Regions from separate parts of the Mus musculus genome. Here all the other regions are linked to region 3. Evidence: chromatin contacts called from public ChIA-PET and HiChIP or PLAC-seq data. All regions are on one chromosome and are shown on one strand. The core of a region is the stretch at or near the end of the contact, and the rest is flanking DNA. Distances in the headings are between cores, read along the strand shown.

Region 1 (5,527 bases), core at 1,920-4,419, 540 kb after region 3:
AAGCACTGCCTTTGATTTCTCTTGGTTGATTTAGTTTAGTTTTGTGTGTGTGTGTGTGTGTGTGTGTGTGTGTGTGTGTGTGTGTGTGTGTGTGTTTAATATTGAAATCTAGGAATGATGTCTTGTATCTTGCTCTGGGGTGTGCATTCACCATTTTTTACTGTATTAGACTCAACTGGTCACCAGTGCCACTTTTCTGTGGTTCTCATTCCTGTTTGCTTCTGTCCCCTTTGTTCAAAGGCAATATAACTTTGGCTAGGGTACCAGTCTCTGCTTTTAGCATCAGTGTTTCCTCCTCTGTCTAAAGGATGGCTCAGACGATTGATATACAATGCACGTTTTTTTCCCCCCAGAAGTCACCTAGAAGAACTCCCCCCTGAGGAAATAGTCTGAGTGTTTTGAAGAATTTGAAGAGTTTAAAAGTCTAACTGCTTCTAGAATTCTTGATTGAGTTGAACTCTAGGGACATGAAGTAGTATAGAGGATGAAGCTTTAGATGGGAAGACAAGAAACACGAGTTTTTATCTAGGGCTGGAACTAACTGGCTACATAATCACTCCAGGATAATATTTCTTTATCTGCAGGATTATGATAGGAATTCACAGTGGTTATTGGAGATGGGTGTTTAGACCTTGTGAGGACACACAATAAGTGCCCAAGGCTGCAATTTCATGACCGTAACTATAAGAAAAGAAATTATTCAAAATTAGCCTGGGCTATAAGGATGCATAAAAGCTTTATTGAAAAGTGTTGCATGGATATATGGGTTTTAAAATGTCAAGCAAGTATATCTTCAGGGTCCTTGATTTTTGATATTTTTGAAGAATATCTTTAGGTTCCTTTAATTTCTTGAATGGTTAGCTTTATCTGTCTCTCTCTTTTGGATATCACTCTCCCAGGGAGTCTGCCATATAGTTTATGATGCCCTCAGTATTCTGGGCCTTCTCTAGTTTTGCTTATAAAGATAAATAATTCCTCTGCTCAGCAAGAAATATAGTAATAATAATAAACCCAAAGAGCTGAGTTCATTGAGAGAGAAGCCAGACCAGCTTGACCCTCCAGCCCAAGGCCTCAAGCTTGGTTCTATCAGAACTGCAACCTTGAGAGAACGTGGGTTTCAAAATAAGTTTCAAGCCTTTTAGGTTCTGAACTAATTTTTGATGGGGCCCAGGACATGCAATCCCAAAATACTTCAAGCTGAAAGAATTTGAGAAAACAGCAGAAGCAGGAAGGTCATTCTGACCTTCCTTCCCTCCACCCTTCTTCCCCAAGCTGATCATAAAACCTAGGAAGGATTTTTCTGACCTTCCCTGAAATAGATCGCAGACCCTTCCTTCTGAACAAGGGGCTCTTATCTCAGAAGACACAAGGCAAGGGTAGGAAATCAAACAAACCAGGGTTGCTAAAATTCCCCATTTTTTTATCATTGGATCATACACTCCCTTTGTTCAATTGTATTTCTTCAAGATTTTAGACTCTTTACCACGCTAAGCATAAAAGCAAACATGTAGCTGTTTCTTTGGCTCTTAATTTCTTTATAATGGTCCTGGTGTCACATAAAACTTGTATTTGCTTTTCTCTTGTTAATCTGCCTTTGTTATACACAAAGCTGCAGCCATAGATCTAGATATTTTTTTCCTTTCCAACACTGTGGGTAACAGGCATGCTGTTTCAACACTAGGACTCAATTCTTAGAACAATTTATCCTTTATCCCTCTGTATAATCTTAGACTTGGCCTAGAATCACCCATGGGGGTGAACTTCCTTTTTGTAAGAACAAAACTCTGGGGGCTCTCAGTTGACCAAATAAACTTTGCATCTAGAACTATGGTTCTCACATCAGTGGTGCTGGGCTAAGTGGGGCAAGGGAGCCCTCTGAACAGATTTAGTGATGAGCCATGCCAGAATGCTTTGGGATACAGGATTTGAATGAGAGGAGACAGCAGCTTTCCTATTCATATCGCAGACCTGTACAGACAACACAAAGGGCAATGGCATGAAAGAATTTCTTAATGGCCTGTGTCTCAGTTTCATTTCCTGTTGCTGTGATAGAATACCTTGAGAAAAATCGACTTAAAGGAGAAAATACCTATTTGACTCACAATTCCAGGTTATGGTCCATTGCCAAGGAGGTCAAGGTAAGAGGTACTTGAGGCAGCTGGTCATAGCACACTTTCGTGCTTGCTGGTGCTCAGGTAGCTCTTCTCACACAGTTCAAAATAGCCTTCCTAGGGAATGGAGCCGCCCACGGTGAAAGTCTTCCCACACCAATTAGCATAATCAAGATAATCTATAGACACAACCACAGTCTAACCAAATCTAGATACTCCTTCACTGTTATTCTCTTCCAGGGTTTTCTGAGACTGGGTCAACCTAATAATCCACACTAGCCATCATAGTTTGGGATAGTGGTCCCCTAGGAGAGAAACTTTGAGATCTTCTAACAATGCTGGAATGTTTAGGATGTGAGGGAAACAGGGAAAGGAAGAGAGGGTTCAAGTCTGGAGATAATCATAGCCTTAGGTTGTTTGGACGCTGCTTCCAAGTAAGCCGAATGACATTGTATCATCTGTCCTTCTTTGCCATTTGACTTTGCCTTAGAACGAAATCCAGACAGCGAGTTTTGATAAGCATCCGCCCTACACCTTTCTCTCCCTAGGAAAATATATTAGAAAGAAGTGTGTTTCCCTGCATCCCAGAATGCAGAGTCCAGAAGAGACCAGGATAACCACAGGGAGGGAGGAGGGGGATGAGCTCCAGCGGGTGTGGGGATCGGCTACAGTGTTTGTGGGCTGCTGTTTAAACTGCAGGAAATATTGTAACTGCGAAGAATTAACTTGTATGAATAAAGCAGTGAGTTCTCTCCACCCCACCCCACCCCACCCCGCCCTCCAAATGTTTAAGTCTTCCTACACAGGTGCACACGGGTATATGCACACATATAATCTCCTGTGTGGGCACACAGTAAAAGCACACCTGAAGATTGGACATTCCCATCCTCATGACTGCCAGGAGGCTGACTGTGGTCTCCTCCCACTAAATAAGCAGGATGAGCAGAGAGGCCTCCTCTGAGGTCTTGGATGTATTTTGGTCAAAGGCATGGAAGGGTTGAGGCTGTTTTGCTGACTCCCACAGGAAGTGGTGGGCTGAACCCAGCTACAGGCTTTCCTGTGTGAGGTAAATTGGCCCATTGTGCGTAAAAACGTTCTTATCTGATGAAGGGCTGAACTGGCCTGCAACTGAGGAAGGGTACTGGGTCTCTGAGTCACCTCCCCCACCTCCAGCTCTTGTTCTCTAAACCCATTTTCATGTTTGGCAGCCACTCAGGGCTCTGGAGTTCTTTCTAGTTCCGTTACATGGCTTTGTGGTTTTGATTGGGGAATTGCAACAGACTACAGAATGGGCATGGTTACCCTTCCTTGCCTCTCCTCTGGGAAGAAATGCACTTAATTGTTAAACTTTTATGCTTATATTAGAAGTGACACCGTGTGCAACCTTTTAAAAAGGCCCTTTGTAGCCTACTTATTCTTTAAAGCTGCCTTAGCTCTTTAAACGTATTAGTATGAAACAATTAAAACACCTTCACCAAGCGCAGTTTGTTTTGTAGGAAGAACGATGGAGCTGATGACCGGTTATCTGGCTCCTGAGTCCTGGTTCAGCATTTAACCAGCGCTGTGATTTTTCTTTTTCTTGAAGTTTCCGGTGTTAGCGTTCTCATGGGACAACATTAAATTAGGTTGCCTTCTGGGTACCTGCCTGTTGTGTGGGACTGTCTTCGAAGCCAAGCAGCCACCATCTTGGGGAGCTAGGGTATCCCAGCTGGGTTTGTTAGCTGTTTAGACATCATCATGGATGGGTAGGGAGGGTCACTAGGTATTACCACCTAGTACCATCTGCTGTATGAAACTTTGGTCTCAGGGAGAAGCTAAAGCAGTCAGACTGGAGACGACAATGGACAATGGTCTCCATCTATGAGTCATGGGGAGCTCTCTTCCTTACAGGGTGAGAGCTTTCCTCACGTTTCCCCTTGGGCAGAGAAGCACCCACAGCCCTATAAGGAAACCCTCACCTACTCTCTGTCTGGAAGCCCATGAAGCTCATTGGCTCCTATAAGCAAACCTTAGTGGAATTGTGCCTCCATTCATCATTGGGACCTCAGGAGGTGGAGTAAATGTTCATGATTTCCCATTTGGTACCACGTTTGTCACAGAGAAAAAAAAAAAAAAAAAAAAAACTAACATAGATTCTTAACCTGAATGGGAAGGGAAATCAGAGCAAACTTCTTTGGGTCCTTGTTTCTATTTAATGAAAAATTAAAGTACACTTCAGCTTAATGGCATCATTTTATTAATAACTCATATACAGCAGGGGCATGAATATCGGAGTGGTTCACGGTATGAAGCCATCAGTGTGCGCAGGATCGCCGATGGCTGAAGGAGGCTCTGCTCTGACTGTAGATGGCAAGGGGCCAGAGTGGAGAGTCGTGAAGACTTCTGCTTAGCTGTATGATGTAGAAATGGTCCGAGCCTTGCTTTCTCTAATTACAAAGCAGGGTGAACTTTAAATCTGGCAGGGACAAGCCAACAGCTCTGTGTCTCAGCAGCAGGTGCTGTCTGTCTGCTCCCCTCCACTGAGCATACTGAGCATGCGCTAGGCTATTTTGACAAGTCACTCATTTCTCCCTGAATTATAGCTGACTCTGGAAACATGCTCAGTCGTGGATATGAACAGAAAAGAACAGACTCCTTCGGGTAATTTTTAAAAACATTTCAATAAGCCCCCCTCATCAAATGGGTTTTTAGAAAGTCGTGTCTCTTGAGTCTGCCTCTTCCAAGAGGGGCTACAAGTTTTTCCATGATAAACATGCCCCGCTCAGGGCAGAGACCTAGAGGAACTTGCCTCTCTTGTGATCCTGGGAATTTTATTTATTCATTACTAATTTACATCAATGGGAGGGGAGGCCTGTGGAGTTTGATGCCCCAGTGTAGGGGGATGCTGGAGGGGTGGAGAGGGTACATGGGTGGGGGAGCACCCTCATAGAGGCAAAGGGAAGGGAGGAGAGGGAGGTTGTGGGGCGAGGACCTTGTGGAAGTGGGATATTGTGTGAGATGTAAGTGAATGGAATGATTAATAAATAAAATAAAATACTTTTAAATGGGAAATATTTTTAAACTTAGATAACTCTAAATAAAATTAGTGCAAACACACCTGCAACCCCTTATTCATATGCTTTCTTACTTGTGATCTGCCTGTCTGTCCACCTGCCTATCTTTCTAACCTGTCTGTCTGTCTATCTATCTATCTATCTATCTATCTATCTATCTATCTATCCATCCATCTTTTCTCTCTTTCTTTCTTTCTTTCTTTCTTTCTTTCTTTCTTTCTTTCTTTCTTTCTTTCTTTCTTTCTCTCTTCTTTTCCTTCCTTCCTTCCTTCCTTCTTTCCTTCCTTCCTTCCTCCCTCCCCTCCCCGTTGTCTCTCTCTCTCTCTCTCTCTCTCTCTCTCTCTTTCTTTCTTTCTTTCTTTC
Region 2 (5,561 bases), core at 1,227-3,726, 670 kb after region 3:
ATAAACCGAGTTATTCTCGGGCAATTCCAAATGTAATTTTATCCACGTACTTACTTATCCTCATGTCACTCAGAAAACCAAGTGTTCCTCTCCACCTCTGAGATTCTTAGCCTTCACTCAACGAGACCTAGTAAGTTTAGAACTCTTTTATCAAGTCCTCGCTAAAACCATGTTTATCACTTCCATCTGATTTCTACATTAATATGTCAGTATATAGCAACATTAACAATGTAATATTACTAGTCATGAAATATTACACAATAAAGAAAGCACAACATAATAAATAACATTGATCTTCATCCCATGGTTGAATAAACCACAGTCAAGCATGTTGAATTGTTATTCATGTTGAAATAATCACCTTGACCTGAAAATTATATACCTTAGGAGATAACAAAAGTAACCCAGTACTAATTAATTTCCAATGAAGAAGTGATCACCTCAGGTAGTGCATTAAATGAGATAATATCTCCTCTGGAAAACCATTGAAAAAATGTGATTTTTTTATTAAGAAATTACAATTCTTAACATAATTTCTCAAAATAAATATTGTAAGTTTTTAATAGAGGTAAAGAATTTAGAAATGACAATAATTCAAATAAAAGCTTTTAAGTTGGCTTCTAGTTGACCAGTACATTATCAGATACATTGCAATTTAATTAAAAAAAGTATCAAAACACCAAACATATAGCTCTCCATAAACACTAAAAGAAGTTACATACCTCCTTCACGTCTTTGAAGATGTTTACAAACTCCTCATTGATGGCTAAGCTTCTGCGTTCAATATCACCACGTAAATTTCTTCGAGTCCGCAAACTATTTTCAACAAAAAAGGCTGAAAGGGCCTTGAGAGCTTCCAACATCTCCTGCCGAAGTGACAACAGAGGGACATCATTGGGGCTGACTTTTCAGTGGTTTCCTGATATCCAGCCAAAACTCAATAAAATTATTTTCAATTGACTTATTTCCACTAAATGACTCAAAAAGTAATATCTGACTTAATTAATAAGCAGTAAACTTACTTCCAGGACACAATTCACAGTCTACTTACATATAGTTATATATGTAAAGGTAGTACACAACAGAATTGCTTTGAACTTTAATATATTTGTTAATTTTTACAAGAAGGTAATTCCCGTTTTTCATTTAACTTTATTTTACATCCTGACCAGTTTCCCCTCCCCTACTCTCCTCACAGCCCCTCTCCCCTCCCTCCATTCCTCCTCCATTTCTGAGAAGGCAATTCTTTATGTAGTATATGTTCTGAGAGACTGTAAGTGAATTGTCAAAGTGTAGAAAGTTATAGCACCAAGTATCATGAGATAAAAATATGTACATTTATACTGGTTTGGTGCAAAAGAAACTGATTTTAGTATGCCAATTATAAATCAATAGCTCAAACACCTTTATTAATTAAAACAGAAACCTTTACAATGGACACATTTTTGCCAATGAGTTCTGGATTCTGTGAACTCTTAGGGAGCTTCCAGTTGTTTGTGAACGTGTTTTTTCCTGCACAAAGTTGTCAAGATGCTTGAAGAAGTGAGAGCCAAAGTCAGATAAATGCAGGCAAAACTTTATAGCTCGATTCACTCAAATTGCAAAGAGTGGCTTGTGTGCCTGGCAGTTGGGAGTGCTGGAGAAACGGGTCTACTATGTTGACCAGTCCTTGCAGCAGGGTTTGAAGTACTGTGGTTCACAGGGATTCAGAAAGTTTTATTCATCAGACCCGCAGCAAATTTCTCAAATCAGCGACCATGACGTTTTTGTTTTGTTTTGTTTTTTCTCGCTGTTTTGTGGACCTAAGGTCCGCTTTGAGAAGCGCTTTGTAGTTTCTTCTTGATGCTAACACTGGGCTTGTCATCCCAAGCTGTCCTACTCAGTATGGCTTTTGGTAGCATGTCACAACCCTATCTAGCCCAGGGCTTTATTTATAACTCAGCATGTTAATGTTCTGTTTTTGACACACAGGAGTCAAATTCTTGTTGACAGCTTATTTTTACTTACTTCTATCTTTACCCACGTCTTTACGGCTCCCACCTTACTGTATTCTTTTGTGCCACGTAGGCACGGCTATACCTGGCTACTCAAAGCTGCAGGGGAGACAGCCAGCTCTGATAAGAGCCGCGAAGTACTGCTCTAGACGGTTAAGGGGAGGGCGTGCGGGAAGGAGTTCAAGTAAAGGACACAGCAAGAGCGCAAGGGCAGGGCACAGCTACCCCAAAAAGCGCTTCCCTACGCCTAGGACAGCAGCAGCTTCTGCCCGAGACCAGGGGTCCGCCCCGCCCCCTCCGGTTACCTTGTCATTTTCTAGCCGTGTCTCCAGGATCTTGTGCAGCTTACGCGACAGCGGATTGTTGGGCTGCGCGGGGGTCGCACCTGCCCCATTACTGAAGCCATTGGCGGCCCCGGAGGCGGGGACCGCAGCCACCTCCCCGCTGGCGTCAGCCATCGCTGACAGACCCGGCGTAACGGAAGCACTGCGCTTGTGCACTCACTCGCGCATGCGCACACCTGGCCGCGCATGCGCACCGCGATCCGAGACGCTCTACCTGCCCGGTTTACTTTAAAATCCTGGGAGGCGAGGACACGCTCAGAAGAGATTGGAGGTTGTCTACAAAGTGAGTTCCAGGACAGCCAGGGCTATACAGAGAAACCCCTGTCTCGAAAAACTAAAAAAAAAAAAAAAAAAAAAACAAACAAACAAAAAAAACCCAACAACAACAACAACAAAAAAAAGAGGTTGGAGGTTGTAAAAGAGACTTCAGGAATCTGAATCTTGAAAAAAAAAGCCAAAGTAATAATGTAAAATATGTAAAGTAATAATGTAAAGTATATGTAAAATATGCCGAAACCAGTAGCTGGCATGCATGCATGATCAACAGAACTGATTGCAATTAAATTTCGTTTATCTGAATTCATCATTCTGAAAAGCATCAATCGAAGCTAGAGTATTTGCCAGGGCTGCTGGTGTGCACTGACATAAATAATAAACAAGACAGTAAACAGAAGGCAATGAAGAGACAGAGGAAAGAAATGAAATGCAGGCCAAAGTGGTTACTCAAGAAGGCTTGGAAGGACCTGGCCTTTAATTTCAGATTTAAAAGAGACCTAGAGCTGTGAGAAATCTCCAAATAGGAGAAAGCCTACATGTAAAGGCCCAGAAACAAGGAACTTTGCATTCTCACAAACTGACCAAAGGCAGTGTAGCTGGAAAGCAGTGGGCAAGAAAGTGTTTCTCCTGTATGCATGTGTGTATGTGTGTATGCATGCATGCATGGATGTGCACTGTATACATGCAGTCCCAGTGGAGGCCAGAAAGGGCGTCATGTCCCCCTAGAGCTGGGGTTATGATGGTTCCAATCCGGGGTCCTAAGAACTGAACCTAGGTCTTACACAAGAGCAGCTGTGCTCTTAACCACAGAGCCATCTCTTCAGCCTGCGATATCACTTTTTGATTTACAAAACACGGTGACAATTATCAATAATGGCCATACTGTGATAGTGTTAACTGATCTTTTTTATTACACCTGCAAGTTCAGATTCACATTATCGAGCTAGTCTTATTTATTGGCAGTTGCTCTGTGGTAGCAACTCTCTCGCCATAACATGTTACTGGGCACAGGCACCCAAAATTTCAAATCTCTATATACTAATTCCTGCAATCTTCTTTAATCCTTTTCAGCTACTACAGCAAAATGCTCTATACTTGGTAGCTTACAAACAATAGAAATTTATTTCTGATTGTTCTGGAGGATGAGAGGTCCAGAGTCAAGGCACCAATGGCCCTGGGTTCTGCTGGGGTCCCTTTCTGTGTTCATGGATGGACATGTTTGTGCTACTAACCTCATCTGATAGATTGGAGGGATGAGCTGGCTCTCTGAGAGCTGTCTTATAAGATCATAACTAACTCGCCCTCTTCATCTAGTCATAGCTCAAGGTTCAGCCTCCAAACAGCAGAGACCAGGAATTCTGTGTTTGCATTTTAGGGAAACACAAGCATTCAGACCACAGCACCACTCTTCCAAGGATGTCAGACCTTGTAAACCTTATCAACTTCTATATGCCTTTTATATTCTCTTCAAATAACAACTTTCTTGCTACCACTTCTTTAAAATAATTGATTAATTCCCCCATGCAAAGTCTATAGCAATAAAAATGTATAACTCCTAAGTTCCTCATGATATGTAAATAAATAAATAAATAAATAAATAAATAAATAAATAAAATTCTGACATTTTTGTTCAGTATTTGCATGGGCGGGGGCCTTACTCCACTCTGTATTTGTACTCCAGTCAAGTCAAGATTTTGCTGTGCACCAACTTTTGCCTCAATAGCAGTAAAGTAACGATCAATAACCAATCCTATAGAAGCTGTTCTTTAAAAAAGAAAGCAGAATAAAATGGGTAAACACTATAGGTCTTATTCCCACAACTGTCACTAAGCTGTTGCTGGAATGCAAGATTTCTGTCTTTTCCAGACTGTTAGCTGACCAAGGTTTGATATCTGGTGAGGTGACTTACACAGTCACACAAAAAGAATCAGAGCCTTTGGGTGGTTCTGCCTGTATGAGGTTTCTGTGGTTTTCATTTTGCCCCAGAGCATGGCAGTTCTAGGAAATGGTCTGGTGATTCTCTAGGTCCCATCCTTGCTCCCATACTCCACAGGTGACTCCAGTTCCTCCTTAGGATCTGTCATACAGCCACCCGAGTCTCTCTTGGTTTGGTCACTCAGCATCATGAGGAGTTCTCAGCCTCTAGTTCAATGAGTCCCTGCTGATGCTCTATCTTAATGTCCTAATATCTTTCAATGCAAGACCTCATTTCTGTCAATTGCAAACACCAAGATGTCACCACTGGTTTAAGGTCCAGTATTGGTGTTACGAGGATGATATATTTTTGCAGACCAAGAACAATATGATGGGAAGTCCAATTCTACACACACACACACAAGCTTGCTTTGTTTCTAGTTTATATATTCTGACTATATGAGGTAATGAATCAATATGAACTCTAGCTAAGAACAGCATGGGCCCTAGACTAATGAGGTGCCATTTCTTGGCTGTTGCTAGCAGGTTGTTGGTAGCTTCTACATTATAGGGCAGTTCCCTCTTCAAATTGAAATACATAATAAGACTAATGAATTCCATAGGTCTAATACTTCTTTCATGGTAAAGATTTTTTTAAGATTTATTTATTTAGTATACAGTATTCTACATGCATCTATGCCTGCACACAAGAAGAAGGCACCCGATTTTGTTATAGATGGCTGTGAGCCACCATGTGGTGGCTGGGAATTGACCTCAGGACCTCTGGAAGAGAAGCCAATGCTCTTAACCTCTGAGCCATTTCTCCATCCTCAAGAATTTTTTTTAATGTAAGAAGAAAGTTGTATATGAAACTATAGTGAGGTAGAAAGTGTTCAGTAATTGGTGAGTAGCAGAAAACTAGCACCCTAAAGGATAACTAAAAAAACAAAATATGTCTCCTTCCCTAAAGAAGACTATGCAGCCAGTCCTCCTCATGTATGTGAATCTTCAGAGACTCTGCTTTGTTTGCCCT
Region 3 (5,766 bases), core at 733-3,232:
TCTCATGCCCTTTTTTGATAGGGCTTCAAGTTGTTCATGCAGTTCAGATATATTATGTATGTTCTATAGCACATTGTTAGACATAGTTTTTTGTGTGAGATTTAAAACTTCAAGGTAAATGCATATTTATAGATTCTGCACTTCAGTGATTGCCTGATAATTGCTTTTGACTGGGAGGATAAAAACATCTTGGTTGGAAGAACAAAGAACAAAATAACCCTGTCCTGTGTCTCTATGTGCCTGACATTTCCCACCCTAGGACAGTACAGTAGATCTCATTCAAAACCGACCCAGTGGAGAGACCCAGCTATGGTCATTAAAGCAGATCTGTTTTGGCCAGCCAGGACTAGAAAACTGACTGTAGTGTGTAAATTTAGGCAATGTGTGTGTTGAGAAACCATCAGACCCTTCCTTGACACGAGTTGCTATTTCCCATAAATAACATGAATGCTTTATACTAGTTGGAACACTGGAATCTGGTTATCTTATATGTATATCTTATATACATGTACAAAACATTATTATTCTAAAGATGCTGGTGTCCTAGTAGTGTTATTAACTAACTTCATTCCTATTGATGGAGACGGGCATTTTTACACATGCTGCCTTGTTGAGTATGTTGAACTGTCCTTGACATAGAAGCTGAGGAAGTTGACGGCTCCTAGAAAGCTCTGTGGGGGTCATCTGTTGGTTTGTCAAATGACTCTTACTATTCCCTTCCTTTCACAGAACCTCTGGAGGGTAGCCTGGGTCCTCCTTCCTTCCTATTTCCTTTTCTGCTGTCTGTACCATGAGCTGTCCTAATGTGGAACATGAATGGTAGATGCCTAAGAGATGCCTAAAACCTCACATCTTCCCTGTAATGTTTTTGGGGTGTCAGTCAACAAAGTTTTATTGAGCTCATGTGTGTAGAACACCTGTTAGAGGCTTTGAGGTTAGAAACTTAAGTTTAATCTTGTGTTTAAGGAACTTGGAGTCTGGTCTATAGGGGCATAGAGCAGAGTGCTCAGGAGCAGAACAGGTTGAGCATCGGGGTACACCAGGTTTGTGTCTACCTTTCTGGCAGAACTGGCTTGTGTCAGGCTCCCTTAGCATGTGCTTGCAGTGTTCAGCCATCCAGAAGCATCAGGAATGTGTCTGCGGCTCCCCTGAGCCCAGAAAGCCAGCAGGGAGGGCAGTGTGGTTGGTACAGAGAGATGGTTGCCTTGGCCCTTCTCTAGTGGTATCGTACAGACACAGGCTTTGAATAAGTGTGTAGCACTGGTTGTCTGTTTCCTCACAGAATGCTTGCTGGGAGAGAATGCTGAGAGTATAAAATCCCAGAGCTCCATCAGTTGCAGGCAGCTCCCAGCAGAGTATTGTGGACATAGCACCTCAAGCCTGCTCCTCTTTAGTGTCCCACTGGCTGCATGAAAAACAGGAATTTATGTAACAAGCTCTGCACAGCAAACGTTTTCCTGTTGTGGGGGTGGGTGGGTAATTGTTGGCAAAGTTAGTATACAGCTCTGTTACACAGAGTGACCTGAAATGTCCTCAGAAAAATATGTAGTGCGATATTTTGATAAGTTAAGGATTGCTATGTCCAAAAAAAAAAAAAACCAAAAACAAAAACCCAACCAACAATAAGCAGAAGTCGTCCAAGCATTTAGTGGATACTAACCCTGAAGTTAGTGAACTATTTTTAAACTTTTTAGGAGTCTTCGTTATTATGTCTTCTTTGGTCCTGCTGAAAACGCCCCCCACCCCAGCCCTGGCGTCTGGCAGAACTGCCTCAGGCTTATAGAGCTGTACCCCCCCCTGTTAGTCAGGCAGTCAGGAAGCTGATCTCTGGAAGGATCGCCTCCTATACTCTCTGTATTATTAACTAAATGTGACAGGACCGGAGCAAGCTCCCTCTCTTGTAGAGGCCTATCAGAGCTTATCTGTGTGGCTATTGTGTTTAAAGAACAAATTGTCATGGAAGATACGGTGCCCAGACTCCCAGCATGTAGGTGGCTTTGGAGAATGCAGTTACAGGGCTGGCTGCTTTCCAGGCCTTGCCCAGGCAGGCTGCTGCTTTTTAAGGAGGAATTGGGGATTTTGATCACTGGTTTTGGTGGACACAGTAGCCAGAGCTGTAGCTCTGGTGGGGGTAGGATGACAGGGAGGTGGGGACAAGGAATGTTTTTGAGAATACATGGAATTGAGATACAACGTGAAAGAAATGTATTCCTTAGCCTTTTGGGAGATGTTTGGAGTTCACGACCTCATAACACACCTAGAGCTGAGATAGATCGTAAGTGAAAGAACAGAATGAAGCCTCAGGAGAGACTACCACTGCCACATACCCACATACCTGCCTGGCATCCAACCAGAAAGCTCCTGTTGGGCCATGTCTGATCCGCCCTCACTCTGCACCCTGGCAGCAGGACTTAACACATAGCTGTTGTGTTGCAATCCTTGGGTGGAATGTAGTGCAGAATGCATTTTGAAATAAGGGTTTCTAAGCTCTCTTAGGTCTGTGTCTGACTTTTGTCTCTTTTTACTAAGTGAGATTACCATTACACTCACTTTGTTTTCCATCTCTTGTTGAGAAAAGGCACTAATGTGCTCAGGGTCACAGAGAAGTCTGGCCCTGTATATTGTTCTGATCTGGTAGAACGGTTGGCACTTTAAGCACCTTCAGTCGCCGTCAACAACATGAGGATGTGGGCACTGTGGCTGCCTCCTTGGGTGACCACAAATCTAGTTAGAGCCTTTTGTGGTCCAACAGGGGTCACAGAGTATTTGGGCAACTAAGCCTTGTACTAGGTTGGCAGAGAAGGCCAAAAATTTGAGAAGCCAGGTGCATAGCTCTGCATAGCTCTGCTCTGAGGATTGTGAGACATCCAGAATTCTGTCCCTGGACTGGGCATTAGGCCCCTTCAGAGCTGCCAGGTGAATATGTAGCAACTGTGCTGGGGCAGGAAGCCTAAGTGTTCTTCACATTCCCAGATTTGTACCACAGGATCCCCCAAACGTCAGAAGTCATGCTGGGGGTTCCTTGCCTTCCTCTTGTATTCTCCTGTGGGTTTGCAGTTTGCACACATTTGCGGTGGCTTTGTTGTAGTATCCTATCAGCACATCCACTGAGTAGGAGCAGAAGGGCCTCACCTCACTTAGGGGAGCTTGCTTCAGCCCGGCCCCCCTCTAGTTACCACTCTGGACGGCATACTCTCTACAGTGTCCTAAAGTTAGTGCTTTGCTTAGAGCAGAGATGTTCTCACATTTGAATATTGCATTTTGTGGCAAGTTAACTTTCTCAAGAAAATAGCTTTTCTTTATATTCATTTTTATTTGCCTGATACAAAGACTCTGGTGTAAACAAGTTTAAGTCCTAACTTTCGGGGGAATCTATCTATCTTGGGAGTGAGTTAGATAGTTCAAACTAGCCCCAGACTCACTCAAAACCCCGCTGCCTTTTCAGCTGAGATCCTAAGTTGATACTGTGTATTGCTTTGGGTTTTTGTTCCTGAGTAGGAATAGATCCTGCTTCATCTCCCTTTATGTTACCCTATGGGCCCAATGACAGAGAATGTCACTTTGTAGAAATGGTGTTTATTTCACCTGAAAAAATGTTGAGAAGAGCTTTGTTTTTGAGTCAGGGTCAAAAACTGTATAAAAGAAATATATGAAAATCAATATATGTGTATATGCATGTATAAAAGAGAATATAAACTATGAGCTTATTTAACTAGAGAAATAATTCCTTTTTTTAGATGCTGTTTTTCCTCCATCAACTTGCGATCTCTTACTGAGTTTATTACTGCTGTTGAGAGCCAGTGAGGTAGCTTGTTTTGCTGCACAAGTTTTATTCTCAGAACCCAAGTAAAGGTGGAAGGTGAAAAGAGACTCCAAAAGCTGTCTTCTGACCTCCACACAAATTACGAGCTGTTAGGCTGCTCAGAATGGGCACTGTATATCTCTGATCCCCATTGAGCAGTAAGTTTTCCAAGGGGGGAGTGCTGCACTTCTAACATACTGTTTTGCTTTGCAGAATTCAATTCGCCACAATCTGTCCCTTCACAGCAAGTTTATTCGAGTGCAGAATGAAGGAACTGGAAAGAGTTCTTGGTGGATGCTCAATCCAGAGGGAGGCAAGAGCGGAAAATCACCCCGGAGAAGAGCTGCGTCCATGGACAACAACAGTAAATTTGCTAAGAGCCGAGGGCGGGCTGCTAAGAAAAAAGCATCTCTCCAGTCTGGGCAAGAGGGTCCTGGAGACAGCCCTGGGTCTCAGTTTTCTAAGTGGCCTGCGAGTCCTGGGTCCCACAGCAACGATGACTTTGATAACTGGAGTACATTTCGTCCTCGAACCAGCTCAAATGCTAGTACCATCAGTGGGAGACTTTCTCCCATCATGACAGAGCAGGATGACCTGGGAGATGGGGACGTGCATTCCCTGGTGTATCCACCCTCTGCTGCCAAGATGGCGTCTACGCTGCCCAGTCTGTCTGAAATCAGCAATCCAGAAAACATGGAGAACCTTCTGGATAATCTCAACCTTCTCTCGTCCCCAACATCTTTAACTGTGTCCACCCAGTCCTCGCCTGGCAGCATGATGCAGCAGACACCATGCTATTCGTTTGCACCGCCAAACACCAGTCTAAATTCACCCAGTCCAAACTACTCAAAGTACACATACGGCCAATCCAGCATGAGCCCTTTGCCCCAGATGCCTATGCAGACACTTCAGGACAGCAAATCAAGTTACGGAGGATTGAACCAGTATAACTGTGCCCCAGGACTCTTGAAAGAGTTGTTGACTTCTGACTCTCCTCCCCACAATGACATTATGTCACCGGTTGATCCCGGAGTGGCCCAACCCAACAGTCGGGTCCTGGGCCAAAATGTAATGATGGGCCCTAATTCGGTCATGCCAGCGTATGGCAGCCAGGCATCTCATAACAAAATGATGAACCCCAGCTCCCACACCCACCCTGGACATGCACAGCAAACGGCTTCGGTCAACGGCCGTACCCTGCCCCATGTGGTGAACACCATGCCTCACACATCTGCCATGAACCGCTTGACCCCCGTGAAGACACCTTTACAAGTGCCTCTGTCCCACCCCATGCAGATGAGTGCCCTGGGCAGCTACTCCTCGGTGAGCAGCTGCAATGGCTATGGTAGGATGGGTGTCCTCCACCAGGAGAAGCTCCCAAGTGACTTGGATGGCATGTTTATTGAGCGCTTGGACTGTGACATGGAGTCCATCATTCGGAATGACCTCATGGATGGAGATACCTTGGATTTTAACTTTGATAATGTGTTGCCCAACCAAAGCTTCCCACACAGTGTCAAGACTACAACACACAGCTGGGTGTCAGGCTAAGAGTTAGTGAGCAGGTAAGTTTATTCACTGCAGTATCAAGAGGCCTTTTGAAAAAGGGACACAGTACCATGTGTCTTCCTTCCATGGTTAGACATTAAAAAAATAAAAATAAAAAAAATAAAAATAAAAACGTAATTAAAGACAGGGTCTTATGTAACTCATCCCTACCAGGCCTGGCTTACTTGGTGCTGGGGTCTAACCCAGGGCAACACTGACAGAGCTATGCCCAGGGTTGCATTAGGCTTTCTTCTAATGCCATCTGGTTGCAGGTGCTTACCTGTTATTGTCCTCCCCTCCCTCCCTCCCTCCGTTTATCAGTTTGCCTTTTGGGGTTAAAATAGAGTGCAGATTGCTTTAGCAGCTTTTAAGACTTTCTTTTCACTGTAGGATGGGTTGTGCTTTCTGCCAGCTCT
Region 4 (5,715 bases), core at 470-2,969, 650 kb after region 3:
GTTTAGAGCAGGAGCCGGCAGTACAAAGTCTGTGCTTCACATCTGTCGCCACGCCTGCTTCTCTGCCACAATAGGAACCAAACTCGGAAAATAAAGAAATTCTAAACTGTGCTGGTGACGTGACTGAGGCCTGATAGAAGATTCCAGTACACGATAAATCCTGGGAGAACTCATAAAAGGAGCACACACTCAGGAGCTGTGACTGGGCTCCAACTGAACGTCAAGAGAGCAAAGCTGTTACCTAGGACATTCTCACCACACAGTAAGCCATGGGCAGCCCTGCCTAAGGAAATCCCACTTGAAATGTCTTGTTACGCACTTACCATTGCAGCCTTCAGCGCCACAGCATCCAGGTTGGGCATATTGGCTAAAGAACCCTAGAAGAAAGTTATAAAAATGGTTCATTAGAAGATTGCCCAAGTTCAGAAAAATCACATAGTTGTTTCCAAAGAAAAGCGGCTTCTCGTAACTACAGTAAGAGTAGGGCGGTGACTGAGGAGCAAAGGCGCAAGTTATCAACAACGGAAACACCACCACCCTTGAGATGTACTCGGAGCAAGGAAAGGAAAGTGACAAGCACTTGGAGGCTGCGGCCAGGTGTGGAGGCTGCTGCCCTCCAAGCGAGCAGAGAACAGCGAAGTTGCACTGTCAATCCATTTCAGAAAAATTAGAGAACAAAAGCTGCTAATTCTTTGCTTAATTTTTAAGGCAGGATGGTACTTTGTATTAGGGTTTCCCATCACCCCAGGACCTATTAGTACTGGGGTTCTGTTCTGTAAGATTATTTCAGTTCAGAACATTTTTCTTTACTGATCTGCTAAGTTAGATGGAGGATTATATTACTTGTCTAGCAATCCATACATTCATTTGGTTGAAAATAAAATGGGACTTTAAAAATCCATCAGTATGAACATTGCATACACTTTGTAACACCAGTTTCTCTGTCTTCGCATCTTGTGACACTAATTCCTAAATATTCTCATTACTTTTCACCAATAATTATTCTCATTCTCAGGCGTTCTCCTAGCCCTGACAGTCACTGTACTTAGCCTGTCTCAGCGCAGGACATGAACACAGAAGACAGCTAATCCGTAGCAGGGCCACGATTAAACTCTAGAGTCATCTCTAGAAGCCACCCCAGCTGCCCCTTTGCCAGGCCAAGTGGTACGCACCTGATCAGGTCTATGTTGCTGTATAGTGTTGTAGATGTAGCTCAAGCCAACTCTAGTTAAAACATAAGAGGCTTGCTCATTGATAAGAGTGTCCAGATGGGCTTCAATCTACAATAAAGCACAGCAGAAGAAGCACTTAGAAGAGAACTATCAGTAAGAGCAGAGCACACTGGGCCGGCGGGCGGCCATCATGGACCTGACAGGCAGCCTCCGTCTGTCCGAGACAGCTGCTGCTTCCCTTAGTTACAACTAACCAACAGTTCCAGGGCTGGCCACTAGCTAGGAAATATGGGTGCCTGTTCTCTCAGCTGTTTCAAAAGCAGAACTCGGAAGTCGTCACAACCATGTGAAATAAATTACTCAGGGAGAACGAGGCCTTGAAGGCTACATCCTGAGCCTGCCTCCCTCCCTTCCCTGGACAGCCCAATCTCCGAAGAACCTTGGTGAGAATCGGCGCTGCAGCTGAGAAATGAGGCACCTGCAGGAAAGCGCCCCAATAAAAGGAAGCTGCTCTTCCCACTTGCCAGCCTCCCCCTTCCCTTACACACCACGAAGCGTCCCCAATTTTACAATCTGTCAACTACACAGAGCACCACCAACTCCCGTCTCTGCGCTATGTCAAAGCCTGCCTAGTTCAAGCCACTCCAGCACCAGCCTTCCTCCCACCAAGAAGCCTCCCACGTTCTTCTTTTTCATGTAAATACCCAAGGAAGCATAACTAAGGGTCCTTACTTCCTGGATTTACTGAAACCTAAAAAAAATAGTTCGTTCAAATGTAAGCGTTTAATGAAAGTGAAAAAGAAGACAGTGCTGACAGCCAAGTCAGTGAACTGAAAAAGAAAGAGACAGAAAATATCAAAGAAATGAGACAAAGAGTCGCACAGTAAACTGGAGAAGAGACCCATGATATAAAATGAAACAAAGATAGGATCTGCAGAGTGTAAGAGAGTAACACACAGAGAGATGACAGATAGACAGACAGACAGTCAGACAGAGTGAAAAGTTTGAATCTTTGAACGGAAATGGCTCTCAAATGTTTATGATGGGAATAATCGGAAAAAAGAAATACCTAATATGTTGTGGAGAAGTAACTGAACCCAAAGAAAAATCCTTACAGGCTTCTAGGTGGACAGAGCCTGTTATTCCAGGAGGCTCAGACTTGCCTGATCTTAGCAGCAGTGCTGGGGAAAGCTAGATGACAGCTGGAGAGGAGTGAGGTGATGGTGGGATCTGGAGCCTCAACCCAACAACACAAACTGTAGCTGGAGGATCCCATGAACCTCAGTCTAGCTTTACCCCTGTATGTCTCTAGAAGTGTGTGTGCAGAGTCCAGCGCACACATCATACGTGGTGGGGAGCATAGAGACTCTGGACAAACTAACAAACTCCATCTAACAGATACGGAACTTTGTGCCATGCAGAAAATGTACAGAACTGCAGACAAGCATGTAACTGCTGGTAATGCAAAATAATGAACATTTTAAGGAAATAGATCTGAGACAAGTGGCAGAGAATTGGGGTTGACTTAGAAACAAATATGCAAAACATACTTATGAAGTATGGAAATTAATCATTCTCCCTTACATGGCTCAGTTATCAGCACTGAAAAGAGGAGAGACTCTTCAGAAGGCCATCTCCTGCCTCAGACTATAGTGTAGGTCAAGAAGGCCAAAGTGACCATGAGGCAGGAGGACGAGGTCGTGAGGAATAGAAGACACAGATAAGCATGAGGGGCTGAGGGTGAAGCAGCAGGAGAGGGCATGGGGTGGGGACAGGAGGACGAGGTCGTGAGGAATAGAAGACACAGATAAGCATGAGGGGCTGAGAGTGAAGCAGCAGGCAGCAGGAGAGGGCATGGGCTGGGGACAGGAGGAACAGAGGAGAGGGCAGTGGACAAGCACACATGCACTCATGCAGATGCTATCCTGAAGCCCATTATTTGTGTGCTAAGCTAAAAGGTATTAAAAACTGGATCCTCTCCAAAACCTTAAGTGTCACACACCAGAATTTAGAGCTGCCAATGTACATTCCAAAGGAAATGAGTGTACAAATAGGTGAATGGGAGACACTAGTTCACAACTGTGCCTTTGTACAGCAAACTCCAACATTATTAAGATGTTATTATTATTGATCCTCCTCAAGTATTTTTAAAAGAGTTAGAAATTAGAAAATTTACATATATAAAAGCTACTTCTCAGAAAAACACAAAGCAACAAATCAAACTTACTATATTCACTACTAAAGTGTTCGTGCTTTTTATAATAGAACATTCGGGGTCTTTGCTTCAGCCTTGTTCCCTTGAACGCTGCACTACCAGTCAGTGCATCAGTACCCAAGTGTTAGTTAGGTAACTTACAGATGGCTCTGACTCAGCCATCATTCAGTTTTTGAGAGACACCAGCGGGCTAACGGGAACAGTGACTGTTAAAGAAGTGTTTGCCTGGTACTGCTTCTGTCCTCTGTACCACCTGCTGTACACAGTGCACTGCTGGAGAAATACAGCCTGCCATGTAACACGGCATCTGCATAGCACTGAACATTCAAGTCCATCAGAGAGCTTCCTGGCACCATCCACACTACAATCTCATCACGTTCCTCACATTCTGGCATCTCTAAAACTGAAAGCCAAAATTGTGTGTGTGTGTGCTTGCAAGCGCATACAATCATGCATGCATGTGTTTACATCCTCTGGATAGACTACCTTAAGGAACTCATGGAGTTAGGCCATTGACATTTGTCAAAAGCTGGTATGCTGAAAATGCAAAATCAGAGAATCCTCTTTCTAGCAAAATTCACCTGAAACTGAAGCATTTCTAGGCGCCTGTCTGTGAATTCGAACAGAGCCAGGGTTGTCTTCATCATGTACAGTGAGTTGACCATGAACGTGGCCATGTCAGCTGTGCCTAAATTGCTGGCTGACACTGTACACATCTGGAGGAGAGGATCCAGGGCACAGGACAAAACCTGCAAATGACAAGGAAATGGATTATTTCCTAATCAGGAGATGGTCCAGGATGTATAGCCTTTCAGAATTAAATGCAAAACTAACTGAGGATAGCCAGCTAACTTATAAACAAGTGCATGAAGGAGAGATTTAATAACAAGACCAGATAGCTTAACAACAGGCATCGACGGGGCTGGAGAGATGGCTCAGTGGTTAAGAGCACCGACTGCTTTTCCAAAGGTCCAGAGTTCAAATCCCAGAAACCACATGGTGACTCACAACCATCTGTAATGAGATCTGATGCCCTCTTCTGGTGCATCTGAAGACAGCTACAGTGTACTTAGATATAATAATAAATAAATCTTACAAAAAAAAAAAAAAACAGGCATCGACAAATTACCTTTAAAAATCAAGAGCTGATTTAATCTTGAAGAAAAATCAACACTGAAGAGATTGTCAAAGTGCATTGCCACTCACACCAACGTGTGACAGAGTGTGTGATGGAGGGGAGCAGGCACTCAGGGACTTAAAAACTACCTGCACAAAGTCAGCCTGCCGAGCATCCAAGGGGATGACTGAAGAATCATGCGACGCCAGAATATCCCGCAGCAAAGTGAGGGTCTGACTCAGGGCAGAGCTGGGTCCGAGGTCAGGTGGTGGGAGCTCAACCTGGACAAAGAGAGCAGTTACCACGCCTGTGTACTCTTCAGTTACCCACGCCTGTGTACTCTTCAGTTACCCACGCCTGTGTACTCTTCAGTTACCCACGCCTGTGTACTCTTCAGTTACCCACGCCTGTGTACTCTTCAGTTACCCACGCCTGTGTACTCTTCAGTTACCCACGCCTGTGTACTCTTCAGTTACCCACGCCTGTGTACTCTTCAGTTACCCATGCCTGTGTACTCTTCAGTTACCCACGCCTGTGTACTCTTCAGTTACCCACGCCTGTGTACTCTTCAGTTACCCATGCCTGTGTACTCTTCAGTTACCCACGCCTGTGTACTCTTCAGCTGTGTACAACACGGAGGGCTCGTGACGCCCTGTCTAATATACTCCAGACTCAAGTTAGCAACAGCCGCTTCTGAAGGACGCCACTCAGGGTGACAAGGTTTACCCAGGGTTACCATTACCGCTTTCTACGTTAAAGCTCAAGATCTTATGAGAAAAGCTGGCATTCCCTTGACTTGTAGAATTATACATGGGACATACTGAAAAATAACCTAGTTTATTTTGGTTTTAGCCCAAGTTCTGAGAATAAGTGAATCCACACAGCAGCACAGATCCCAACAGCGGCATCACTGAGATGATTGCCCACTCTCAGGGTTCAGTGTCCAGACTGGGGCTCTTGGCTCCACTCTTCGTTGAGAGGCACTGGAGGATTCCACAAGCTACTTGTGGGGAGCCGCCCTCACATTCGCCGTTACAAGATGGTGCTGACATCCTGTGTTCTAAGTGGTAAACAAATAATCTGCGCATGTGCCAAGGGTAGTTCTCCACTCCATGTGCTCTGCCTTCCCCGTGACGACAACTCGGCCGATGGGCTGCAGCCAATCAGGGAGTGACACGTCCTAGACGGAGGATAATTCTCCTTAAAAGGGA
Region 5 (5,674 bases), core at 1,172-3,671, 580 kb after region 3:
AAAGTGTAAGAATTCGAGACAAGTTCCACTAGCCAGAAGGCAGTCAATTAACTTTCTCACTGAAACTGTTCTTAAATTATGAGTCTCCTCGCTGACACAATCACACCCTCCTAATAGAAACATGAGATTAAGTGTTTTAGACCTAATATCCTAACTGGAAGTAAAGATATATTCTAAGTTAAGGCTTGGGGGCTTAAAACTGGAAAGAAGAATATGAGAGGTCTTTCTGTCATCGTTGCTTACAGTAGTAATATTAAGAGATAGCACTGGACGCTAAGTCTATGGAGAGTCCTGATCAAGTGTTTTAGGTGTATCAACTGATTAAATTCCTAAGCAAATCTATCTACAATGTAAACATTGGTCTAACAGTGGAGCAATGAAGAAGAGAAGATAAAAACCCATTGCCTAAAGTGAAGCTTTTAATGCCTACCTGTCCATTGTTTGGGGGGATGCTCTAAACAGACTCTTAATCACAAATCCTCAAATACTAATGTTTTAATTTTAAAACGCTTGTATTACAGTCCCATCTTGTAACTGACTTGGGGGTCCCTTTCCCTCAATGATCTAACGCTGCGTTTGTGATGTTTCAACTTGAGTAAGTGTTCAAATAAAAATGCCTCTCATTGTAACAACCTCAATAAAAGGTATTTGCATTTCTGAACATTAAGTATTCCTGGAATTGTTAGCTAAAACAAACGCTCCCCCCCCACACACTAAATTACTTTGTCAGCATATTTTGTCTCACAGAAATGAAGCACTCAAGAGAGTGCTTCCATAGCCAATAGCCCCAAAACATGTGATGGTTTGATGTACAAGCTCTGAACTCAGGAAACGGGAGTCGATTCGAGTTCAGACTTTTCACTAGCTGGTTGCTCCTGGGAAAATTGCTTAATCTCTCCAATCCTCAACTTTCTCGTCAGTAGAATGTGAATGGCAATATCCAAGAAATGGGATTGGTGTAATAAATCAACAGAGGCAAAGCCAAGTGTACGCGTGAGACTCTGACCTATTAACTGTTGTTACGGTAACAGCTCACTTTATACCTCTGTCCTTTGGGCAACCAATACATACAAAGCCCGGTAGTGCTCCTTGTTGTCATGTATAACAACCTGTTAAAGGGCAAGTCTGAGTGGGAGTTTCTGAGAACATTGCCTGTGCGTGTGTCTTTAAAACAATTCTCAACTTTAACCTGGTCTACCTTATTTCAGCTATGAAGCTCAGAAGCAGATCTATGCTAGATGCACATAATCTGACTTTCGGCCCCGTTCTAGATTTAAAAAAATGAGTCACAGACTATAATTCTTAAGAGGCAAATCGTTACCAGTATAACTTGGTATCCTATTAGGGAGAATAAAATTCTTCAATCAGATCTTGAGTTACTATGTTTCAAACAAACTCTTCCTGGCAGAGTCCTAGCAAAATCAATAAATAATAAAGAAAGAAAGTAACTCTGGGGCTGGAGAGATGGCTCAGCACTTGAGAGCACTGACTGCTCTTCTAGAGGTCCTGAGTTCAATTCCCAGCAACCACATGGTGGCTCACAAACATCTGCAATGGGGTCTGATGTCCTCTTCTTGTGTGTTTGAAGAGAGCAATGGTGTACTCATATACATAAAATAAATAAAAATTTAAAAAATCTTAAAAAAAAAAAGTAACTATGCACTCACAGTGTACGTGTTGTCCTAGTTAGTTTTACCATTGCTGGGATGAAACTCACCAAAAACAACTTGGGGGATCAAGGGGTTTATTTGGCCCATAGTTATCCCATCGTCAAGGGAAACCAGGGAGGGAACTCAAGAAAGGAACCCGGGAGAGGAAGCGAGGCAGCATGGAGGAGCTCTGCATGGTGGCTTGCGTCCCGTGTGTTTTATACTGCACGGGACAACCCACAGTGGTCTAGACCCTCCTACATTAATGAGAAATCACAAACCACACCCGCTCAGACAGTCCATAGGCCAATCTGATGGGGGCAATTCCGTGTTGAGGTTCCCTCTTCCCAGGTGGGTCATGCTTGCAACCACCTGCCAGATGCATGCTGACGCATCCTAGAGTAGCATCTTAAAGGCTACCCACGCTAGGAAACAAGGCAGCAAAGGTGAAATAACTAGGAAATTTATTCATGGGTGATGTCATCTCAATTTTGAGATCACACTTTTATCTTATTTTAATTCACCGTTCTAAAGCCCATGGCCACTAGGACATTTGTTAAAAACTGAAAGACCACTAATACTCAAGAGTCTAAAACTGCATCAATATGTATTTATAGCTTTTAGTTTCTCTTTCTGTTTGGGTGATATATGCAGTATATAATCTTATTGAAGTAATAAGTAGATATTATTTCCGTCTTCAACAGCGAAGTTCCCCATTTTGTCTTCTGTTCTTTAGCATTAGTTTCTGTTCCCTCTCAGAATAAAGAAAGTCTTTCTTTCACAGCTTCCAATGCTTACAAGAGACCTGGGGCTGCTGGGTTCTACAAGTAGCCACATCTGGGGAGCCAGAGCTCTCATTCCCAGTTCCCATTGATTCTGTGATTTAACAAAAACATCATGGGGCCAGCAAGATGACTCAGCTGGTAAAGCCACCTGCATCCAAGCCTGACAATTCAGGATCAACCCTCAGGACCTACAGGTTCCTGAAAGTTGTAGTCTCCAAAAGCACCCTGGTGCATACAGCACCACCCCCTACACACACACACACACCACTGCTGCCCATGAATAATATTGCAGAGAGAGAGAGAGAGAGAGAGAGAGAGAGAGAGAGAGAGAGAGAGAGAGAGAGAAATTGTGTCAGAATTAGAAGAATCAGACCGGTGAAACCCATCCCCCCATCTTCCACCACATATTAAAGAACTAGAAACTTTGTATGTAGGAAATCTTTTTGGAGTGTAACCGTGGTTGATTAATTACCTTTGTCGTGAATCTCTTTTCTGAGCATTCGCTCTGTAACCTGGGATACTCTTCACATTTGCATCTGAAACAGGCCAGTAGTCGGACATCTTATCCATTTGTTTCTAGTGAAAGAAGGGTACAATAATTGCAACCACAGAAAACAACCATGAAGCCACAAAATGAATTCAACAAGGCCTTGAATTCTGCAGTAAGGAGGAAAAACAGCAAGGGAGTCTACAGCAGGGCCCTAACTATTTATATAAACCATTCAACTCTTTTAACAGGATTAGAGACCAGAGACAATACAACAAATCTGCTGGGTTTGATTGACAGGACTCTCTGGGTGCCTATTAGGCAGTTTCCTGAGACTTGAAGTATTTCAGGTTTAAAATTTTGTAGCAAAACAACGTTTCTAAGTTTCCATGATGGGAAGATGACTTTTAATGGGAGGGAAAAAAAAGTCTCAAAGCTGGAGAGCCTATTTGTATACCCAGTTTGAGAAAAACCAAAACACGGTAACTTTCCAGAAGAAAATTGAAAACAGAGTTTGTACCTCCTCTGTGTGCTTTAGTAACCGCGGCCTGGTGTGGGAGTCTGGGTATTATTCAGCATGTCCACACTTAGTGTCTGTGCCTTGGGACTTTAGCTACTACCTGATTTTCAGTTATACTGTTTCTTCTTGAGTCATTCCTTGGCCATGGAGTCCTTTTATGAAGTCACAATAAATACAAATTTGCCTAGTAGTCTTTACAAATTGTTAAAACAACAGGACTTGGACAGATGCTCAGCCATTTGCTGATCCGGGATAGGTTTCCAGCATCCACATAGCAGCTCCGAAGCATCTGAGCTGTCTAGTCCCAGGGCACCGGCTCCCTCTTCTGGTCTTTCTGGGTACTGCACACAGACATATAGACAAACATACATATAAAATAAAAATAAATAATAAAAGTTGTAACTATTGTAAGAATGGGATTTACAGATATAATGGATCTGTCTTCTGTGGTCAACACTATCACTGGGATATTTTGGAAATTTTAATATATGTCAGAAGGAAAATGAAAAGAAAGTGGTAGAAAGCAGGAAAAATGGGAAGAAAGCTGAATTGGGGGACTTGGGGGAAGGAAGTCTGAAAAAAGAAAAGTAAAAAAGAGTGACTAGGGGAGTGAAGAAGCAGGAGGGAGGAGAAGGGGAAGGAAGAGTGGACCGGAGGGACCGAAGTGGAACCTTTTACCCTTTCCAGAGACGGAGACTTTGATCATCTGAAGACAGCTACAGTGTATAATAGATAAATAAATCTGAAAGAAAGCAAGGAAGGAAGGAAGGAAGGAAGGAAGGAAGGGAGAGAGGGGGAGGGTGGGGGGAGGGAGGGAGGGAGAGAGAGAGAGAGAGAGAGAGAGAGAGAGAGAGAGAGAGAGAGAAACTACTTTCTATTACGATTGTAATCGCACTCATCTACAGGGGTCTGTTCCACAGCTGAGTGCATATTGTTTTGTAAGCAAACTTTAAACATTTACCCACTCATATGTTTTTGGGATTTGGATTCTTATCCCCATAGCATGGGATAGATGAAGCCAAGGCTTTACTGCCTCTCTATCTGCCCTGAGGTCACACACAGACTGGAGCTGCCTTCATACCTCCAACATGATTAAAAGTGAGTTGTAACCACTGACCACTAGTGCTAGAGAGCTGGCTCAGCAGTTAAGAGCACTGACTGCTCTACCAGAGGTCCTGAGTTCAATTACTAGCAACCACATGGTGGCTCACAACCATCTGTAATGGGATCCGATACCCTCTTCTGGTGTGTCTGAAGACAGCAACAGTGTACCCACATACATGAAATAAATAAATAAATCTAAAACCAAACAAACAAACAAACAAAACGCTGACTGCTAAAAACAAGAAAATGGTGTAATTGACATTACTGGTGTTTTGCAAATTCCTTCCAGAACTCCAGTGAAGGTTTTCGTATTGTGATCTATATCTAGGCTTATGGAAAATGTGAAAAAAATTGAGAGGCCTTGAAAAATCTATTTTCTTTAAAAGGAAGTCCCTAATTTCTAAGTGTCAGTCCCCACAGAACTTGGACCCACCCTCAAAGGATCATCTGTGGAGGCTGAGAGCCAGCTTCATGTGAGCAGCGAAGAACAAAGCAACAAAACAAGACTGGCAGTGGTCCCTGGGGGCCCGGAGGATGGCAGGCGTGGCTGAGAAGCTAGAGGATGTCTTACAGAGTCTTCCAACCCCTGACTGTGGGGCATTTTTCAGGTTTTCTTTTCTTTTCTTTCTGCTCTGGGGGCAGCTGCTTAAAATATGGGTATTGGCTACTTGATTCTACATCTTGTCTTCCATATTAAAAACTAGATCTGTCCACAGAATCACACGCCTGCGAGACGTTTTCAAGTGTACTTTTTCCTTTTCCGTGAGCAGTGTCTGTGTTTGAGGCTCAACTATAAAACGTCACGTAACAAAAGCCCCTAATCCGTAAGACTGTCTCAGATAGCAGGCATTATGTAAATGAAACATAATAATATAATCCCAGATACCAATGCACAGTGAATGTTGGGATGGATAATGGAGAAAGCTGAATGCTTTCATTGACTCGAATTCCAAGAATGGTCTGAGCAAGTGAATGTAATGTTCCCAGCGCTAACCCCGAAACAATACTCTCACCGCATACACCTGACGCTTAGAATAACTCACATAACTCTGGCCGGCATTGTTTTCAAGATGAAGAAAGTGGGCTCAGGGGGAATTAATTCTACACTAGGGAGCACCAACACTGGCAT

The links. ChIA-PET counts read pairs in DNA pulled down with a chosen protein or histone mark. HiChIP or PLAC-seq counts read pairs in DNA pulled down with a chosen protein or histone mark.
Region 1: an RNA polymerase II ChIA-PET map of effector CD8 T cells shows a contact between it and region 3, with 9 times the contacts expected there. The contact joins two enhancer-like sites. A contact is called at or near these places in 3 of 115 datasets of contacts at active chromatin or transcription factors (cardiomyocytes, effector CD8 T cells and memory CD8 T cells).
Region 2: a contact with region 3 is called in an RNA polymerase II ChIA-PET map of effector CD8 T cells, with 6 read pairs. The contact joins the promoter of Cog6 here to the enhancer-like site in region 3. A contact is called at or near these places in 8 of 39 promoter capture datasets (3T3-L1-derived adipocytes, the C10 cell line, the HPC-7 cell line and 5 more) and 2 of 115 datasets of contacts at active chromatin or transcription factors (effector CD8 T cells and memory CD8 T cells).
Region 4: an H3K27ac HiChIP or PLAC-seq map of T-cell acute lymphoblastic leukemia shows a contact between it and region 3, with 8 times the contacts expected there. The contact joins two enhancer-like sites. A contact is called at or near these places in 1 of 484 Hi-C or Micro-C datasets (granulosa cells), 3 of 115 datasets of contacts at active chromatin or transcription factors (T-cell acute lymphoblastic leukemia, large pre-B cells and memory CD8 T cells) and 1 of 9 other capture datasets (embryonic stem cells).
Region 5: an H3K27ac HiChIP or PLAC-seq map of large pre-B cells shows a contact between it and region 3, with 4 times the contacts expected there. The contact joins two enhancer-like sites. A contact is called at or near these places in 2 of 484 Hi-C or Micro-C datasets (bone marrow-derived macrophages and embryonic stem cells) and 3 of 115 datasets of contacts at active chromatin or transcription factors (double positive thymocytes, large pre-B cells and memory CD8 T cells).

Annotation. Positions count from the first base shown.
Region 1 is chr3:52,875,337-52,880,863 of GRCm38.p6, forward strand. No RefSeq gene overlaps it. Among named protein-coding and RNA genes, the nearest start is that of Gm20750, 50 kb to the right of the region's middle. Within about 2 kb of position 3,170, at least 81 of the 459 cell types and tissues checked have an H3K27ac peak or open chromatin away from gene starts, as enhancers often do. A contact at or near this core is called in effector CD8 T cells and memory CD8 T cells, where this site is marked.
Region 2 is chr3:53,014,747-53,020,307 of GRCm38.p6, forward strand. Cog6 (component of oligomeric golgi complex 6) reads right to left here and starts at 2,477. Exons shown (of 19, transcript NM_026225.3): 1 at 2,300-2,477; 2 at 723-866. The coding sequence starts at 2,452.
Region 3 is chr3:52,341,024-52,346,789 of GRCm38.p6, forward strand. It overlaps Foxo1 (forkhead box O1), which reads left to right. Exons shown (of 3, transcript NM_019739.3): 2 at 4,016-5,367. The coding sequence ends at 5,353. Among named protein-coding and RNA genes, the nearest start is that of Foxo1, 76 kb to the left of the region's middle. Within about 2 kb of position 1,983, at least 78 of the 459 cell types and tissues checked have an H3K27ac peak or open chromatin away from gene starts, as enhancers often do. A contact at or near this core is called in 3T3-L1-derived adipocytes, effector CD8 T cells, hippocampal neurons and 1 more, where this site is marked.
Region 4 is chr3:52,988,787-52,994,501 of GRCm38.p6, forward strand. Cog6 (component of oligomeric golgi complex 6) reads right to left here. Exons shown (of 19, transcript NM_026225.3): 14 at 4,654-4,785; 15 at 3,969-4,136; 16 at 1,173-1,280; 17 at 324-377. Among named protein-coding and RNA genes, the nearest start is that of Cog6, 26 kb to the right of the region's middle. Within about 2 kb of position 1,720, at least 41 of the 459 cell types and tissues checked have an H3K27ac peak or open chromatin away from gene starts, as enhancers often do.
Region 5 is chr3:52,921,685-52,927,358 of GRCm38.p6, forward strand. It overlaps Gm20750 (predicted gene, 20750), which reads right to left. Exons shown (of 5, transcript NR_040555.1): 2 at 2,907-3,010. Among named protein-coding and RNA genes, the nearest start is that of Gm20750, 3.1 kb to the right of the region's middle. Within about 2 kb of position 2,422, at least 29 of the 459 cell types and tissues checked have an H3K27ac peak or open chromatin away from gene starts, as enhancers often do.